Linked DNA regions of Zea mays: region 2 is linked to region 1. A link is a contact called in public Hi-C data. All regions are on one chromosome and are shown on one strand. The core of a region is the stretch at or near the end of the contact, and the rest is flanking DNA. Distances in the headings are between cores, read along the strand shown.

Evidence for each region. A called contact is a pair of places that touch in the nucleus more often than the background predicts.
Region 2: a Hi-C map of ear shows a contact between it and region 1, with 4 times the contacts expected there. The contact joins the promoter of LOC100278545 here to the enhancer-like site in region 1. A contact is called at or near these places in 8 of 25 Hi-C or Micro-C datasets (bundle sheath, ear, leaf and 1 more) and 1 of 3 datasets of contacts at active chromatin or transcription factors (leaf).

The regions. Positions count from the first base shown.
Region 1 is chr3:174,759,385-174,764,813 of Zm-B73-REFERENCE-NAM-5.0, forward strand. No RefSeq gene overlaps it. Among protein-coding and RNA genes, the nearest start is that of LOC100277253, 12 kb to the left of the region's middle. Within about 2 kb of position 1,902, at least 19 of the 20 cell types and tissues checked have an H3K27ac peak or open chromatin away from gene starts, as enhancers often do. A contact at or near this core is called in bundle sheath, ear, leaf and 1 more, where this site is marked.
Region 2 is chr3:174,881,023-174,886,494 of Zm-B73-REFERENCE-NAM-5.0, forward strand. LOC100278545 reads left to right here and starts at 2,333. Exons shown (of 3, transcript NM_001151785.2): 1 at 2,333-2,582; 2 at 4,387-4,561; 3 at 4,832-5,418. The coding sequence starts at 2,450. The coding sequence ends at 4,928.

The sequences.
Region 1 (5,429 bases), core at 652-3,151:
TCTATTTTTCCCGTAGAGGTTTTCAAGGATGATACATTATGACATAGTTATTGTTGTATTTGAACTAGGATATGAGTTTATCTCCCTAGAGTTCAAATGGATCAACAATAGAGTATGACTACTCTCCTTATTTTTTTCCCACTGGGTTTTTAAGGAGACTCAGCTGATATGTTGATTTCTCAGATTTTCTGGCAAGATTATTTTGGAGAAATATTAGCCTGAGTTATATGTCTCATCATTTATTTTCCCCACGGGGGTTTTTGAAATGATGACTATAGACATATTATTGTTCTTTGGGCTAGAGGTCCATTAGAGAACAATGTCGTATTGTGGTTCAATTGAACCACTGACCATTATCCATAAGGATAATTGAGCTTGTGTTGTTCAGATGGAAACAGGAAAATGGAAATATTAACATCTTGCAAACAAAGTCTTGTGATAATCTTGCTGATCTATTCACAAAATCTCTACCATACTCAACGTTTTCAGAAATGTGTTGAGGTGATTGGTATGAGAAGACTTAAGTGCTTGCAAGAATCAGGGGGAGTAATTCTCCATGATATTTGACCTGTTTTGTACCATCATATTACACTCTTTTCTTTGTATGAGTTTTGCCTTGTTAAGGTTTTCTCATCCAAAGTTTTTAACGAGGTAATATCAACTAAGCTATATGCTTCATCATTAATTTTCCCCACATGGGTTTTTTAAGAATGATGATTACAGGCATATTTTCTTTTGGAGGTCAGTGTGAGTTCTACTCATAATCCAAAAGACATTGTGTACTCCTTATTTTTCCCACAGGGTTTTTGAGGAGATAATATCTTGGAAGACAGCTGACAGATGATCAAATGGACTTGGATTGATCAAAGGGGAGTGTTACAAAATAACATATTACAAAGTTATATGTGATATGGTGACCAATCCAAGGGGCTCGACGAACACATCCCCAAGGGACACACCCCTTGGTGATGACCCCTGTCACATGTATATAAACAAGTCTTCCCTGCAATAAAGGATATCGCTGTCATTTGTATTCTCTCTGTCTCTCTCGACTGAGTAGACTTTAACACAAATAAAAAAATATTCGGTCTCTTTTGTGTCTGTGTCTGCTAGTGTTGCCTTGGATCACAAGAAGCGGCTACCTCGTTCGTTGCGTACTCCAGACCGACAAGGGCTGAAAAGAGTAGTACTCCTTCCGTTGGACTGAACGTACACTAGGAATGCTTATTCGATAAGAACTTCGATTAGATTTCCACCGCATCGTCCAATGTTTTTCCATTAGCTAATAATAAGCAATTAGGGACGAAGCGATGCAAGAGAACAAGAAAAAGCCACCATTTTCTTTATCACCCTATAGATAGAATCGCGTCCATCATTCTGTAATGACATCGCCTGCCGGACCACCGGCCACCCGTTTAGTAACGCTCAGCGATCGAACCGAGCGTGACCTCTAACCCTACCTGCATGCGGTCAGTGTCATCGAACTTAGTCATATACTACGCAGACGAACGGCATGACCGCCGCTCGTATCTGAACCGACGCAGTCAATGAACAGGTGCGATTTTCCACTGCAGTTTCTCAGTCTGGCGCGCCGCCCGCGTCTGAGAATTCTGAACTCTGAAGAACACTTCCGGGTCCGCGTAGGCATGCACGCACCATTTGACACCTGCACTGCAGTCAATTCCAGAACCCCTCCCTGCTTCGTGAGCTGTGATCGGATCGGCTAGATGGTGGTCGCCGCCCTTGCCATTTCTCTATTCCCTCCATCATCACACGCGTGCGTGTCGAGCTGTCTTGCCGGGACAGAAAACGGAGCGCGTGGCATGGAGCGTCGCCGTCGCGGGTTCTCGGAGTAGCTGGCCAGCTCTGCAGACGCGTCCCCAGCTGCGTCGTCGTCTCCCTCTCCCCCCGTGCCCCAACGTGTCGTCACCAGCGGGCTGGTGAGTTTTGCACCGGCATTCAACGGTGTCCGTACGTGTGTCTGTGTGTCCCGAGACCCCCGAGATAGAAAAGGAACCGTAATCTCCTTTTTGTGCACCAGTGCACTCCCTAGTTTATTCTACCGTGTCAATGTCTGAACGGAGCACGACGAACGAAGCCGTCCGATGAGAAAATTTCGGAGAGGTCTCGCGCAAAAGCAACGACAAGAGTACAGGACCCTGCTCCGTTCTGCGCCTTTCTTCTTGGTTGTGGTAGTATGGCTTTAGTTGGGCCCTTTCTCCCTTTCGGCCCGAAACAAGTGCAGACGAGCCTTCCAAGTCCTCCACAGTGTTGAGATATCTGTGTCCTTAATTCCTTGTGGATAAATCGTGGACTAAAAATTGGCAGTAGTTAGTAATGTTTTTTTCCCGAAGTAACCTCCGGAAGGGCAGAGAGTAGGTTGCAATTAGCAACATGTCTCACCAAATTCCGATGCACTATTTTTTTTTTGTTGAAAAGATAGTGATCGATGACACATGTTGCTAAAAGCAGGCTTCCTGACTATGCATCCATTTCAATCATGGAGAGGAGTTAAATACATAAACGTTCATGCGCCATGACCCTTTTCTAAGAGCATACCATAATTTTCACATGCTTATTAGAGAGACTTTTTTTCCCTTGCAGGTGCTATCTGTAGCTACCTACAACCTACAAGAGAATATGTAATGCAAATGTACTGAAAGAGTTATTAGTCTCTATTCTTTAAGGGTGTGTTTCGTTGTAGTGACAGAACGAGAATGAGATAGGACGATCCCTCAAATAAGTTTGTTTGTTTCAGAGTCAGGGGTTAGAACAGGATTATCCCAATATTGTCTCTAGTTGTCCCTCAAAATTGGAGGGACGAGAGAGGGCGCTAGAGGACGTTCCTGTCCTACCTGTCCTCAGCTGTCCCGCAACCAAACGCATCATAACTTACCCGCCTTAGTTTTCTTTAACATATCTCTGCAAAAAAAAGCTACAAGCTTCATTGCACATATGCAATGGGCGACTCATAGGGACACATGTAAATTTAATTTGCTGATTGCTATGTCATACTTTTTTCTTGCATGTATGCGTTGCTTTTGTATCAGGGGCGTGTTCGGCTGGCTACAAGCCGACACTGTTGCAGCTGTTTGGATTGCTGCAGCTGCAATCCATAGAGAGAAAAATACTGTAGAAGCCGCAGCCGCAGCCGGATTGCAGCCGCAGCAAGCCGCAGCGAACAAGCTGCAGATTTGCCGCTAATTCTAGGCTTCTCTTGCTGGACATGATGATCAAAATATTGTAGAAATAGATATAAGCAATGTACTCCTAATGGGCCCAACTGGCTCAGGTTTGTATTTCTTTATTTCTTAAAAATTATATTGCACACTTCCATGCTTTGAAGGATGTCTGACACATTTATAACTAGAGTTACTCTTAGAGCTATTGTATTGTAATAACGCTTTATATATATATATATATATATATATTTGTACTACTTATTAAGACAGCAAAAGTAGTCTGCCTCCGTCGGTTCTGTCGTTCTGCCTCCAGTAAATCTGCACCGTCCATCCATCCTGCGCCATCGTCCATCGCAACCACCGCCGCTCGATCGTCGCTCTCCCGAGGACCACCCGCCCGCTCAATCGTGTGCTGGAACCTCGCCCTCCCGAGGCGCATCCGCCTGCTCGATCATCGCCCTCCCGAGGCTGCCATCGTCCATCGCAACCCCTCCCCTCCGTCGAGGTCGCCAAATCTCGTCTAACCGTCGAGGGCTGCACCCCTCCGCCCCGTGCCACGGCACCCAAATCCCACGCCCCATCCCACACCCTTGATGACGACGACGAGCGTGTCGCTGCTTCTCCTCTCCCCTCTCCCCAGTCTCCACTCTCTCCACGCCGTCCTCCGCGCGATGTCTCCAGACTGCAGCAACCGCTCCCTCTTCTTTCACTCTCTCATGCGCACCTGATTCGCATTCCCCGTCTCAGAAAGGTCTCCAAGGAAACCCTCGCTCCAGTCCTTCCTCGCCACCGGCCGCCAGATCTCCAGTCGTTGACGCCGACGGTAGGGCCTCTCGGTCGCCCTCGTCGTTCTCCAACGGGGCCTTCCAAGAACACCAACCAGACCATGTGGCTGCTGCTCCTCAAGGCGCGCACCGACTGCTGGGTGCCTAGCCTCGCTAGCCTCCGCCACCGTCGCACTGGCAGGTGCGGCCAGGCATAAGGTGGCCGTGGGGAGGACCGATGTGCGAAGCCGGTGTGGTGGTCTCCACTGGCAAGATCCCAGTGGTGTGCTCCATGTTCTACACCTTCATCAAGGCCCTCGTCGTCATCTCCTTGCTCCTCCTGGCCGTCGAGGTCGCCACATACTTCAATGGCTGGGATCTCGCCGCTTCCACGCTCGCCGTCTCCTCCTTGTGCTCCGCCTCCTCGCCCTCCTCCACGTTCTTGAGATCCGCACGCGTCATAGCCTCCACGTTGCCGAGATCCGCACGCGTCTTCGACCCGGAGAAGCCGAGCCTGTCGTCGCCTCGCTCGTCCCCAGATCTGCGCCCAGCTATGTCTCCTACCTCGTCACCAGCGTATGCCGCCCCGACCAACGCCGCCATTCTGTGCACTGCTGCTTCCACGACTTCGTCACACTCGCAGACCACCTCGCCGAGGCCTTCTGTGGCCATTTCGTGCCGTCGCTCCCAGACAAGAATGTCGGGCGGGGAGCAGAGGACGAGGGAGATCACGCGGGGCAGCCACGACGACGGCATGAGCAGGCCAGCCATGACAACAGCATGGGCGGGGCTGCCTGATTCCGGCCAGGAGTGGTTTGTGCTCGTGGACGCAGGTCTGATTCCGGCCCCTGTTCTAATCCCTTCTATCCCCAATCCTCTTCCCAGTGTTGTTCGCCACATGCTCTTAGGCGGTGAAGATTGGCTGGTTCTTAGGTCTGTATGCGAGCATTCATTTTACATTTTGAGTGGACTGTCCACACGTCCCTAGATGTGAATTTATGTTGCTGAATCGTGTTGATATCTCCAACTTTTATAAGTTGCTAAATGGGTCAATTGGTTTAATACATTGTTGAATTGCCTTAGCACACATGGTAAATAATCCATTTCTTCGTTACCTATAGTATGTTGTTGGTAAGTGCAATAATAGGGCCGCATCCTGGAACTCCTCTCCGGTCTTAGATTCACGGAGGAGGAAGCGACTTGCCCACTCTCTAGGAGTCGCTCCCAACCATCACTGTCGTCGGAGACCAGGTGTTGCCCGTCTCAATTCCTCTCCGGTCCTACATCCTCTCATCCCTCTTGATGGATATATTGTTGACCAGTTTCTTTTTAGTACAACAAGGATTTTATAGCATTAGTTCCTTGGATTACCAAGTAGTTGCCCGCAACGTGTCCCATTATAAGTTGTACGGTACCAGACTATATCACGTAACTGAAGAAGCCTCCAGTTCAGTCGATAGGGTTTGGTTGGAGTCATGCTACA
Region 2 (5,472 bases), core at 1,083-3,582, 120 kb after region 1:
CGACTCCTTGAGGAAGCCACCGTCGGCCGACCCCCACCTTAGCCTATAAAAGGAGGTGGTCAGTCCCTAGACGGACCCCTAGATGCGAAGACGACGTACCGACGAAGGAAGAAGGACGCACCAACGAGGACCTAGAGGCTAGAGCCCCCCCGCCAAGCCAAGACTTAGTTAGGACTCCACTCTGTAGCCCTTAGTGTAACCACCTCCACAACAAGAGACTTGGGAGCCTCTCCTCCCTCTCTCACCCGCTTGTAACCCCTACTACGAGCATTGATCAGCAGTGTTGTCGGTAGCACAAGCCGTTGAAGACTGGATGTAGGGACGTTCTGCCCGAACCGGTATAAATCTTATACCCACCGCGCACACCGTTCGGAGCCCAGAACATGCACACAAATTTACTTGTCGGAGCGAGGTTCAAAACACTAACAATTTTAGTCTATATTGATGACTTGAATATCATAGGATACACAAAGTATATTAGGGAGGCTAGCATATACCTCAAGGTAGGGTTTGAAATGAAAGGCTTAGGGAAAACCAAGTTTTTCTTGTACTTATAAATCGAGCATTTTTTTGAAGGAATATTTCTATAGTAGTTGACCTATAGTATGAATTTCATTGAAAGCTATAATACTACAAAGCTCACCCTTTAAAGATTGATGGTCATAAGATACCTTGAAAGGGATCTTGACTCGTTTAGACCAAAGTGCGATGATGAGAAATCATTGGGACCTAAAGTTCTTTACCTTAGGGCCATTTGAGTACTGATGTATCTTGTGATTTGCACTAGGTATAATATCACATTTGAGTGAGTTTGCTAGCTAGACAAAGTGCAAACCCAATCATAAGACATTGGGCATATATTAAGACTATACTATAATACCTCAAAGACACTCAAGATCTTGGACTATTTTTTGTAGAATTTGGGTTAAACTTTGATGGGCTATAGAGATGTTGAATATCTATGAGATCCCCATAATGCTAGATCTCAGTCTGGCTTTGTTTTTTTCTCTATGGTGGTACTGTCGTATCCTAGAGATCGAGCAAATAGACACTAATAGCGACGTCTACTAACATCTTAGAGATAATCATATTGTATGAAATCGCACATGAATGTGCTTGGCTTTGACAAATCAAGATATGTGGTTTTCACACCACAAATACCCCACTACTATCTATGAAATAATATAACATGCGTTGCAAAAATAGAAACATGCTATATTAAGAGTAGTATGACTAATTGTATTCCTCCTAATCTTTTTCTATGCTTACGAACTACAGAATAAGGGTGAGTAAAAATCATGTAAGCCAAGTCTTATAATAACATGACTAATTTATTCACTAAATTCTTGCCTACAGACACCTTCAGAAGATATATTCAAGGTGTAGGGATGGGACATTTGAGAGACTTGCAGGTTCAGAGGGAAGACACCTCTAAATTTTTTAGCCCTTACTATTCGATTATGAAGATAGTAATATATACAACCCTAAATGTTTTAGTTCTTATAAAGATAACCATTGTAGTATTTCCTATCATAAGTTTACATTAAGTTTCTCACATATGGTTTTTAACGAGACAACATGTATACAGTCTAAAAAAACGAGACAACATGTATAATATATAGAGTGGCACTGTATGCTCTTTCCCTATTTTTTCATCAAACTTCTTAGAGTTTTAACCACACATAAGTTAGTCGCGATATTTACTCAGAGGAGTGTTAAGAAACCCCATAAAAATTTACATAGACTAATACCAAACATATCTCTAAAAGAATCTGTTTTCATATAAATAAACTTGTACTCCCTCTATCCCAAATTAAAATTTGCTTTAAAAAATTAATAAAATCATATGATACTTGGTGTATGTGATTTATCATCATCTATTTAACTGTAGATATAAAAATTAAAAACTACGAAGGGAGTCTTAACCAAATCTGAAATATGTGCTCAAAACGGCTGTTACAATCAAACGAGACTGAGTGGCGTAGAAGGCACGTTAGCTTTTTCTAGTGGCGAGGACAGAATTTCGATCTTTTTTTAGTGGCTTACGATGAACTGGCTTTGATTAGAAGAGGCCCGATGGGGCCGGTCATATCCTTTCATCTTGTTTTGTTAGCAGAAGTGGCCAATTGGCGAGTGGGCCTTAGCCCACCATGCGTCGTCTTGCTGTCTCTTCGCGCGCACGGGTTGCGGGTCCATCGGCGCGCAGCCAATTGGGGCACCTTCGGGCTTCGGCCTCTCGTCTCCCGTCCCGTTCCATGGAACGGGCCCCGGAAGCCCGAGATGCGGCCTGAGACTGGGAGTCTCGTCCCGAAAGGTGTCGGGTGTGGAACTTATCCTCTAATTCCCTTCATTCTCTTGCTTTGAAGGGTGGGGGGCTAGGGCGGGCCGCACTGCGCACCGAGCGGGCGCCGGGCGGACGACGAAGCGGCGAGGCAGTGACTGGGGAGAGATGTCGGGCGGCAGGAGGAGGGGGCTTGTGTGGAGCCTCCCCGTGGCGAGGTCGGATGCGCTCGGCAAACTGGGCCCTGCCTTCGGCATCGGCGCTGGCTGCGGCGTGGGTCTTGGCTTCGGCCTCATCGGAGGTGTGTACCCTTCGCCGACGTTTACTCTTCCTGCTCCGAGTGTGGCGGCCATAGACGAGTTCACGGAGCACGATTACCAAACCGGCGAACTGGAGTGCTCTCGATGGTTTTGACGGTTGAGATAGGGATACTTGTTTCCGGGGTTGGAATGTTTAATCCGAGGGCCGTGTAGTTTTTTTTCTGGTTTTCTGTTAGAGTTTCAAGCACCCGAAATTTGGAATTGTTGTGATATACTATCACTTTTCCCCGTGTTGTTGGTGAATATGGAACGGGATTCGAGAAGTAGTTGATTCTTCTTCAGGATCAGTCTAGCCAATCCAAACGACTGACGAACGCGTAGGGGCTCCGGCTCACTGCCAACAAAGGTTCGAAATCCATGCTCATTCTTCTCTTTTGATCGAAGGAGAAATCTACGCTTGTTGTGCGCAGATGCGCCTGTTTTAGATAGGATCGTATCATTGGATTAGGTGACATGGTGGCAGTGGTGGAAATCACTACTATTTCACGGCATATTGCTCTATACATCATTGGAGGGTGAAATCATTGAGTCCAGGATAGATTTTGTAATTGATCAATGTATCAGGGAGTACTGTTCATCAATATGCTAGCAAGATGCAGGTTGCATAATCTGTGTGTACCCACGACTGCAGGCTGCAGCTGCAGCTGTGGCCTCTTTCAAACATCCTCTCCCATAGCAGAGTGCAGAGCCAGGTGCCCGGCATCATCTTGCCTCTTCGACCATGGTTCTAGTCAGCGTTGGAGCTAGAAATGGTCACAACTCACAAAGGGATCAGGGGTGGTGACTGATGACTTACGTCAAACCAAATACCTCACTAGGTTGCACAACACAGTTGTGTTATTAATATCAAGAAGCCACTAGTGATGAAACATGCATCTAGAAACAAGCCTCAGGTTCCTAGTACATCCCATAGTTGATAATTCACTTCTGGATATCCTTAAGTCTGCAATAACTAGATGATAGCAGCAGCAGCAACAACAACAAAGACTTACAGATCCAAGCAAGTTGGAGTAGGCTACTAGATGACATATAAGCATCTGAATCAAGATTATGGGAGTAATAAAGTGCTTTTAACTTAGAATACTCCTATTTGCTTTTGTGCTCTAAACGAGCTGATGCTTGTATGCAAGCATCACCCCACAATCTCAACAGAGCCTATTCTATACGGTCGAAAGCGTCAAAGCAGGGCGTTGGAGTAGTGTGTGCCCCAGGTTCTGGCCCTGATTCTGGTGGTTATCCTCAATCACCAAACAAGAATCATCTGCCTCCTTACGTGGATCCAGGGGCTTGTGGAAACTAGCTAGTGCCAATGACTTCCTAGAGTGTCATGGCGAACAGAGTAGAGAGTTGTGTGAGTATTCTCGTTGTAGGCATCTCTCTGTGGACCTTAGGAAGTAGATTGAGGATAAAAAGAAAGGAACTTCTTCCACTGGTGCAGATAGGTTCTCAAGCTAAATTGAGACGGAGTATCTCAGAGATCAACAGTTGTTTCCTCCAAGAATACAAAGCTTCCCACCAAACCCAGCTCTCGGCTAATTAAGGGATGTCATGATTGAATTGGGTTTCATAATGTGTTTAGTCATGTGTCCCACTGTTATTCTCAAATCGATCCTATATTAGGAGCAGGGCAGCAAGTGTAGCAGGAACAGCAGAATGCATGTTAGCCTCTTCTCACTTTTAGAATGGCAGAACCCATCTTAGTCTGGATGATCTGGCGGCTGACATAATACTGGATCTCCAGTTTTCTTGCTCCGTTCATTTCTCACTTCTGCATATCATTAACAGGTGCAGGCATCGGAGCTGGATTCCCTGGTTTACAATTGGGGTTTGGAGCTGGAGCTGGATGTGGAATAGGAATAGGTTTTGGTTACGGCTTTGGAAAAGGCGTTGCATATGATGAAAGTGGAAGGTATTCGAACATCAGGAGACCGTTCCAGAGCTCCAGAAGCATTGCTTTCGAGTAAGTGACAGATCCGTTTCATGCACTTCGTCTCCCGTTATTTTGATTGCATTCTTTAGCGTTGGGGTGTGTTTTTTTTCCTTGCGAGTGGTTTCAATCATTTAGAGATATCAAAATGTGACGTGCTGCCTAAGTTTGCTTTTGGTGAATCTGTAGAGCACTATCTATGCTGAACACGTTGTGTGTCTTGCTTCATGTACGCACCAGTTTACAGCAGTCTGGCACATGCTACATCCTAGTTTAATGAGATTATGTCGCTCGTTTTTGCAGTGAGAAGTTCGATATCATGTTTGACGAACTGATGGAGAGCACCAGGAAGCTGGTCAAAGCAACATCAAAGGAGATCGACAAATGGAGGCGAATGTAGAAGCGAGCAGGGGCAGCACTTATAGGATGAACTGCGTAGCGAGAGAAAGCGATGCCATCAGAATCTAAGGTATTAATGTGTGATTGGATAAAGTGGCCTAGAAGCTTCTACTTGTGTGTAAGAAAGAAAGAAAGACTGATAAAAGCGAGTTCTCCAGAGTACGAAGCCAAAAGTTGTCGAGGCACTCTACACGTGCTTCTTCTGTGTCCGTGGGAACCAAACTGACTAAAAAGCAAGTTGCTCGCTTGCTGTTACATGGAATATTTTTCAGCGATTCATGAGGATGAGATACTCTGGCCTGCCGATGCTGATGCTCAAAAGCATTAGTTTTTCCAGCCACGTGCTCGGTGCTGTCCATGTGATCGCGACGGCGCCTGGAATTGAAATATCACCCACGACGTCGCCGTCGAAACCCTTGTTTTTCGTATCCAAATATTTGGCACTTGGCAGGACATATTTTCTAGAGTATTGTCGTGCCCATATGTTGACCCGAAGCTGGTCTTCTTGCCGCCTTGTCAACTTAATCATGCAGTTTTTGTTTCCG